Regions from separate parts of the Ovis aries genome. Here region 1 is linked to region 2. A link is a contact called in public Hi-C data. All regions are on one chromosome and are shown on one strand. Each heading gives the region's core, a stretch centred on a gene start, on an enhancer-like site or on the middle of the called end of the contact. The rest is flanking DNA. Distances are from core to core; before and after follow the strand shown. Region 1 holds the start of JAK2 (Janus kinase 2). Region 2 has its middle 21 kb from the start of AK3.

Region 1 (4,331 bases), core at 46-2,545, 260 kb before region 2:
AATAAGTATCTCTTATTACTTGAAAATGTTCCTGCCTCAAAGATTAAGAATCTTTGGTTGCTTGAGGAGAAAGGGTATTGGATGACGTTTTTCTCTGCAAAGAAAAACAATGTACAATCAGCAGAGAAACAAATGAAGACTGTTTCTTAAAGAACAACAATAAAGCCCAAAATTACCCTCCCAGGGCAACATTCAAAGTTCAGCACTGCCATTTTCAAAGAAGCAACAATGAGCCCTGCCTGTCGACACACGCTTCCAACCTTCCTACGCACGGACTCACACCTCAAGACACCCTCGTCTTCACTGCAGAGAAAAAGGACTGCAGTCAGGATCGCTCACCCACCTTCGGGGAAAGGGGCTGGAAGGGCCTCTTCTGCAGAAGAGAAACAGATCACATCTTGTTGCCTTGCCTGCTTCCGAAACCTAAAAGGAAAAAAAAAAAAAAAAAAGCGGCAGTTACTACCGCAGAAATCCAGGGGAAATAGATGCTCTTTTCTAGGCTGTTCAGATGTCTAGAAAATTTTAAAAGAGAGATAAGTAAAGGGGAGGAGGAGTATCAGGCACATAAGGATGCAAGTATCAACAGCAAGACACTCCGTCCGAGGTTTCCTTCTAAAAGGGAGGATTTTCTTGCCGAGTTTACTGACACTAGCAGGGGGGAAGGGGAGATCGGGGTGGAGAGGAGGAGAGAGAGAACTGCTGCCCTCCACCTGGAGCCCAGGCAGCAATAACACTCACCGCCGCACGGATGTGGCGACGAGGACGCGCCCCCAAGCCCGAGGGGACTGCTCTTACCCGGTGCCTCCGGCTGGCCACACTACGAAGCCCCTGGAACAGGCAAAGGTCCGAGTGTCCGCCAGGCTGAGACCTCGCGGGCCCTCCCGTGCGGGTTCGGCTCTCACTCACATCCCTCGGCGGCGAAGATCTGGCCTTTCCCTGCGCTGCAATAGGAGCCCTCCGCCCCTACGCTCTGCCACCAAGTCCGGACCCAGGGGCCGAGGGCCCGAGGCGGCGGCGCGCACTGTGGAGCGAGCAGGACGCGGGCCCAGCCTGTCAGCGCTCAGGAAGGCCGTTAGCGTCGGCCGCTGCGGCCCGCTCCTGCTCCTCTTCCTCTCTCCTTCCTGCAACCCACACCACTCCCACTTTGGGCAACCGGGAAGCCCGTCACAGTCGTCGTCTCCACCCTCTCCGCAGTCACACCGTCTTCTCAGCCCCGCAGGCGACACTGGCTGGGACGTCCTATTTACGTCCGACTCAGCCTCCCAGTTGGCCTCTGGTCTGGCGTCTTGCTCACTGCAGAGACCGCCTCGGTGCGGGGCCGGCGCCTGGCGCGCACCCCCGGACTGCGCGTGCGCCGCTCCACCCAGGCTGCGTTTTCACCGACGCGCGCCGGGGGCGGCCGACGACTGGCTACACAGAGCCTGGGCTTCTCAGGAAACAAACCGGCGTGCGCGGAGATTCCCGCGGTGGCCCCTGGGCGTGAGCGGGCGGGGAACTTGAGCTGGGCCGGGCCCTCCGCAGATGGGCGTGTGCGTGGCCGCCGCCCGCCGTGGAGGCGGCTGGGAGTGAGTCAGCCTGGCCGTGTAGGGACTCCCCTGCGCACAACCTGGCACCGCAGCAGAGACTTACCCTGGTCGCGAGGCCGAGGGAAGTCGCGCCGAGGGTTTGGTGCAACGCGTTCCTAACTCACCGTATCGCGCCAGCGCAGTTCTGGGAGTCTGATTCCAATCAGTCACTTCTGCTGGAAAGAAATGAGGGTGGGATGAGGTGCCCAGATGCCTGCGGACTGGCGGCAGTGCCAGGCAAACGAGAAACAATTTCCACCATCCCGAAGAGCCTCATTCATTGGGTCAACAAATATTTACTGAGCACCTACTGTTTGCCATTCTTGGTAGGACCCCAAAGATGCTATGTGAACACAACCCACATACCCCTTGCCCTACTGGAGCTTGTATTCTGATAAAGCGACAAAAATAAATAAAAAGCCTTAAATTTATAACGTGCCAGAGTATAATTGCCACTAAGAAAAGTAAAGGAGCAGGAAGTGGGGAGGCAGTGTGCTATTTTAGTTAGAATGGCCAGGAAAGACCTCCCAGAGTAACATTTGAGTGGAGCTCTGAAGAAGGAGAATGAGCCAGTCCTGCGGCTATCTGTGAAGACAGTTTCATGCAGAAACACTAGCAAAGGCAAAGACCCTAAGAAGGGAATGTGCTTGGCAAGTTCAAGGACCAGGAAGGAGGTCAGTGTGGCTGAAGAACAGTAAAGGAAGGGACAACGGTAAGAGGTGAGGCCAAAGAAGGAGCCTGTAATCCAGCTATGTCGGGCCTTCTGTCAGTCTGAAAGGCATATGTCGTTAGCCTTCTGTCAATCTGAAAAAACAGATACATTTATAGCCCCTGTTTCACCATACAGATGATGCTGCAATTCAGGTCTAGCTTGTACTTAATTGTCCCTTTAAATCTCACCAAAGCAACTCCTGCATTTCTTCTTACATAAGACCCATTGCAAAAGGTCTTTGAGCAAATGATAGCAGGCTAGGAAATGACTTGAATCCACACTGACTTCTTTAAATAATGAACTGGAGCCCTGTTTTCGCCTAAAAGGGATATACTGGGAAACTGCATTCCTATGGCTCCTGTCTTACAAGCAAAATATGCCAGAGAGTGCTTTGTTGTTGCTGTTGTTTAGTTTCTAAAAAGAAATTGGAAATAGGAGTTGTGACACAATAGCAAATCTAAAATCTGCTTAGAATATTAAGGCTGAAATTACAAGCAGGAACCATCATGAGAGTTCCCCCAGCAAACAAAACTGTTAACTAGATTAGAAACCAGAACACAGACCCACACAAAGAACATAAAGTGCTGAAGGTGACCTTAACATTAGAGTTAAAATGAAAAGTATCTGAACTCTGGAAGTGGAAGCATTCTCTTTAAGCGGGGGGTAAAAAAAAAACAAAAAACCTGTTTAAGAACTCCAAACAGTACAGATACAGTCATTGTAGTAAATAATATTTCTGAATTTTGCAATGATATGTTTATTCAACCAGGCATGGTATCTGTTACTGTCCACTGCCTTTTTGCAGGGAAAAGCCATTTAGAACTAGTGGATGTTGAGGGTGTCTTGTGGAGGAAAGCATTCTTTTTTATATTAGTGATTTGGATAGGGAAGAGAGGGTTGCCAAGGGAACTATATTAGTCATAGGCTTATAAACTTGAGAAATCTACCCACACAGAGAGATAAAGTGACTTACTTACTGTCATTCTGATAGTGAAAGCCTCTCTCCTCACCAAGATACTATGATTTTAAGCCAATATTACCCTGGAATGTTTAGCTTTTTTCACTCTGTAGCAACTTTTTAATGCTTTTATGTGATCTCTGATAGTGACATAGCTGGAAATTTGCTCCCAGGGCAAATATTTCAGAAAGTTTCCTCTATTCTTTGATATGATAAAAGAAAATTCCAAGACATCTAAGTCTTTCAATACACTCTTTCACACAATATGGAAAAACAAAAATTGTGAATTTGGTTAGATGGTAATACATCTAGATTCAAAACTGATTGTAGGTCATAGCTAGAAGTAAAAATTAGCAGTCAATTGTCAAGTATGGGGTGTTGTGCCACAAGTTCTGTTATCCCATTGTAATAGAATATGGTGGCACTGGTTCTTGATTGTCACTCCTCAACCTAAACCTGCAACGAGACTGACAGTACATGTGAGATGGAGCTTTGGCATTTATTTCTTTTTATACTGTAACGAAGGCTGAGCGCCGAAGAATTGATGCTTTCCAACTGCAGTGCTGGAGAAGACTCTTGAGAGTCCCTTGGACAGCACGGAGATCAAACCAGTCGATCCGAAAGGAAATCATCCCTGAATATTCATTGAAAGGACTGGTACTGAAGCTGAAGCTCCAATACTTTGGCCATCTGATGCAAAGAGCTAACTCATTGGAAAAGACTCTGATGCTGGGAAAGATTGAGGGCAGGAGGAGAAGGGGGAGACAGAGGATGAAATGGTTGGATGCCATCACCGACTAAATGGACATAAGTTTGAGCCAACTCTGGGAGATGGCGAAGGACAGGAAGCCTGGAGTGCTGCAGTTCAAGGGATTGCAAGGAGTCAGACACAACTGAGAAACTGAACAACAAAGTCCTTAAGTGGTTTTGATGCAAAGGTTAGAAATCCATGGTTCAGGGAATCTGGCTGACCCAGGTTTGAACTACTCTTTTCACCAAGGAAGTAATTTAAATTTTCTAAGCTTCCATTTCCTCATCAGTATAATGAGGATAAGAATATCTTCCTTGAAGTGTTGTTTTGAAGATTGGATGAAAA
Region 2 (4,017 bases), core at 614-3,113:
TGGACTGGTTGGATCTCCTTGCAGTCCAAGAGACTCTCAAGAGTCTTCTCCAACACCACAGTTCAAAAGCATCAATTCTTCAGCGCTCAGCTTTCTTCACAGTTCAACTCTCACATCCATACATGACCACTGGAAAAACCATAGCCTTGACTAGACAGACCTTAGTCGGCAAAGTAATGTCTCTGCTTTTGAATATGCCATCTAGGTTGGTCATAACTTTCCTTCCAAGGAGTAAGCGTCTTTTAATTTCATGGCGGCAATCACCATCTGCAGTGATTCTGGAGCCCCCCAAAATAAAGTCTGACACTGTTTCCCCATCTATTGGCCATGAAGTGATGGGACCAGATGCCGTGATCTTCGTTTTCTGGATGTTGAGCTTTAAGCCAACTTATTCACTCTCCTCTTTCACTTTCATCAAGAGGCTTTTTAGTTCCTCTTCACTTTCTGCCATAAGGGTGGTGTCATCTGCATATCTGAGGTTATTGGTATTTCTCCCGGCAATCTTGATTCTTGCTTGTCCTTCTTCCAGCCCAGTGTTTCTCATGATGTACTCTGCGTATAAGTTAAATGAGCAGGTTGACAATATATAGCCTTGACATACTCCTTTTCCTATTTGGAATCTGTCTATTGTTCCATGTCCAGTTCTAACTTGCTTCCTGACCTGCATATAGGTTTCTCAAGAGGCAGGTCAGGTTTAAGCCTCTTCAGCTGGAAAGATGTTAGTAAGGAGGATTCAAATTCATGTCCATCAAGTTGCTTCATTATTCCCCCAACACGTCCTTATGTTTTATTAGTCCTTTCTCTGAAATGTGTCATAGGTTCTCATTGTTTACTAACTAAAATCTAAACTCTTAGACTTGCTGTTATTCATTTAAAAACTATCTAGTCTGTGCCAGGCACTGTGCTAGGCAGAAAGGATACAAGAATGCAAAGAAGTTAACAGGCGAGATCCCCCGCCCCATGGTGCCATGAGCTAGTGAAGGAGATGTACAATAAAGTGCAAGACAAAAATAAACATACAACTTGTGACAAGTGCTCTGAAGGAAATAAATAACCAGGGTGCCCAAGAATCACAGAGGGTATGCTGGTTGGTGGGTGATATGCAGACCGGAGGAGGGGGTTGCTGAAAGAGGAAGTGATGAGACCAACAAAGTGGGTCCTCTCATTGTCTGGGCAGCAGATGACAGATGGTTTTGATTATTGTGGAGAGAGAAGGGAGTGGGCATATTAGAGATATATTTCAGACGCAGAAATGATAGGACTTGCTAATAGATTTGATATGAAGGGGAAGAGCCAAACCAAATATCACGTCTAGCTCTCTGGTTTAAACAATCTGGTAGATGGTGGTACCAGTCAAGATGAAGAATATGAGAGAAGAATGGGTTTGAGGACTGATACCAGGAATTCCATGTTGCACCTAATCAACCATCTAAGAAGATGGAGGAACCAGCCTTGCAATCACAATAGTTAACACCCACCAGGGAACGGACTCCCATGACTCCAACCCTTAAACCCAGCTCTTACAGAGAGAACCCAATCGTCTGGGCAGCCAGTGGCTGATCCCTATCCCAGCTGGAGACCCAGCCCAGAGCAACGTTGACCTTGGCTCGGTTTTTATCAGGCCAAGTTTATCTTCTACAGCCTCCAGGGCAGGAAGAGTCTGGTCAGAGTTCTTCAGCAGCACCTCCTCCTAACCCTTCCCTGACTTAAGGGAGGGGGATTCCCCCCAAAGACTCCCGCATCCAGCAGGGCCATCCTACTCTTGCCCATCCTGCCACAGGCAGGATCACTTTGAGGAGGAAGCACTGCCCTCCACAATCCCCTATGGGTCAGGAGGAAGTTTATCTCCCTGTGTCTGGTCTAGACGATGTGTTCTCCCTGCTACCAGCAGAGAGAGACAGTGTCAGCCCCACACTGGTCCACGGCCACCCCAAGGCTGAGTCCTGGCCCGCTGCTCAGTTCACTCCTGTTGGCCAGGGCGTTCCCCAAAGGGATAGGGCCTCTGGCTGGCTGGCCTGCTGCTCTCCTCCAGGCTGCCCTTCCCAGACCACATGAGCCAGATCTGCCTCCCTTGCTGTAACACGTGTGGCGTTATGTGGCCCCTAGAACCCACCCCCAGCTGGTTACTCTCACCTCAGCCACCTGGGCAAGGCCCTCGACTTCCTAGAAAGATTACTGGTAGTGCTTCTGCTTTTACCCCTCAAGCTGCTCAGATTCTCTAAAAGCACATTTGTTCTCTGAGGCCCAATGCTCAATTTGGTCAGAGACACTGGGTGCTACCTGCAGCTGCAGCAGACTTGGCCCTCCTGCTTCCAGGGGACAGCTCCCTTGGGCCCAGATATGCCCCTGCTCCTGGGTTGGGGGAGGGGACACTGGACAAAGACAGGGACATCTGCCACCAGGCACTCTCCTGCTTGGTACTCTCAACCTCCCCGCAACTGTCCTCATCTACCCCTCATCCTGAGGACAACCAGACCCATGTGGGGGATCTGGGAGAATGCTCTTGCCCACTGCTGTGACCAGAAGCCATCCAGGAAGTCCCAACTTCCTAGCCCCCCACAAATGACGTTTAGTGACTTTTGAACTTGACAGTTCAAGGAGTAAAAAGAAAGCAAAAGGGAAACTGTATTGTCTCTCATTTCTTTTAAACACTTCCATCTAGTTTATACTGAGTCATTCAGAACTTGCAAGTTATTTTCTACCAGGTCGAAATTTGTGTGATGCCTCTCGATTGCGCCTTCCCAGTAAGGCTGGGAGGCTGTGCAGAGAGCAGGGGTTTTGCTTCTCCTTTGTGCCTATCTTTGTGTCTACTGCTCCCCTCTACGTGCAGGGGATAGAAGCCCCTCCTCCACCCCTTCCTCCGCAGAGGGCCTCTGGCAGAAAGCTCTGTGCTGGGAGGAAAACAGCTCAACTTCTCGTTCTGGCCCTGCTGATAGTCTTCCCAGTGCCCTATGCCAGCCCTATCAGTTATTTGCACACGGATGCCCCTGGGGGTCGAGAGGGCAGGCTGGAAGCGGGAGGAAGAGTGGTCTATGGGGCCCTGGCTTCTAGACTGTGAGGCTCGCTTCCAGCACCTCAGAAGAATAAAGTATTCAGCCCAGGAGGAATACTCAGGCTTTCAGACTTTGTACTACTAGGGAAAGGATTTTAAAAGGTTAGTCATGTAGTCATTTGACAGTCTGTAAAGGAAACGTGGATGACTAACAGAATTACAGCATGACTCCACCCTCTTGGAGAAATGGCTTATTCTTTTGAACTTTCTGGGTAATTTCATAACACTTGGTGCGGGCTGGGAGCAGCTTTCCATCAACAAGATGGAAATAGGGGTAATTAGCATACCCTTCCCTTCTCTTTCATTACCTGCTCAGCTCTTTCTGCGACCAGACTTTTTCCACTTGTTTTTCTTGTCTAAGTTTTCATGCCTTCAGAAATCAATTTAATCATTCAAGTGGGACAATGGTAGACAAACTGGGTAGGAAAACATAAATTCAATTACGCAGCAGTCTAGTCTTGAATTCCTGTAAAACAAAATTTCCCGTCTTCCTCCTCCCCATTGGATTAAAACACAGATGTTGACACAGCGCCATCTGTTGGAATCTGGTATTGCAGTCGCTGAATACTCGCTTTACATTTGTGTTGCCTTGACTACTGCAGCTCACTTAACTCATTCATTGGGAACACATTCATTGTGTGCCTGCTTTGTGTCAAGCACTATGCTAGATGTTAGAAGTACGAGAAAGCATGGCCGCAGTTTTGTTTTGTCTAGGACGGTCAGAATCTTGGTATAAGTCGGAATCATCTCAGGAACTTTGTAAAATGCACACTTCTGGGCTCCATCCCGCAAAGATTTTGAGTTGATGGGACTGAGACAGGTCCCAGGAACTTGATTTTCAACAAAATTCCCAGGTGATTCTGAAGCAGGGGGGCCCACAAATCATATTTTGAGGAAAATTAATGACAGAGAAGTAGACAGTGGAATAATATTGAAATATAGCCCGGTAAATGCCACATCCTATG

The links. A called contact is a pair of places that touch in the nucleus more often than the background predicts.
Region 1: a contact with region 2 is called in a Hi-C map of blood, with 3 times the contacts expected there. The contact joins the promoter of JAK2 here to the enhancer-like site in region 2. A contact is called at or near these places in 4 of 16 Hi-C or Micro-C datasets (blood, hypothalamus and tail adipose tissue).

The regions. Positions count from the first base shown.
Region 1 is chr2:73,326,335-73,330,665 of ARS-UI_Ramb_v3.0, reverse strand. JAK2 (Janus kinase 2) reads right to left here and starts at 1,295. Exons shown (of 25, transcript XM_042243421.2): 1 at 739-1,295; 2 at 344-423.
Region 2 is chr2:73,071,842-73,075,858 of ARS-UI_Ramb_v3.0, reverse strand. No RefSeq gene overlaps it. Among named protein-coding and RNA genes, the nearest start is that of AK3, 21 kb to the right of the region's middle. Within about 2 kb of position 1,863, at least 22 of the 54 cell types and tissues checked have an H3K27ac peak or open chromatin away from gene starts, as enhancers often do. A contact at or near this core is called in tail adipose tissue, where this site is marked.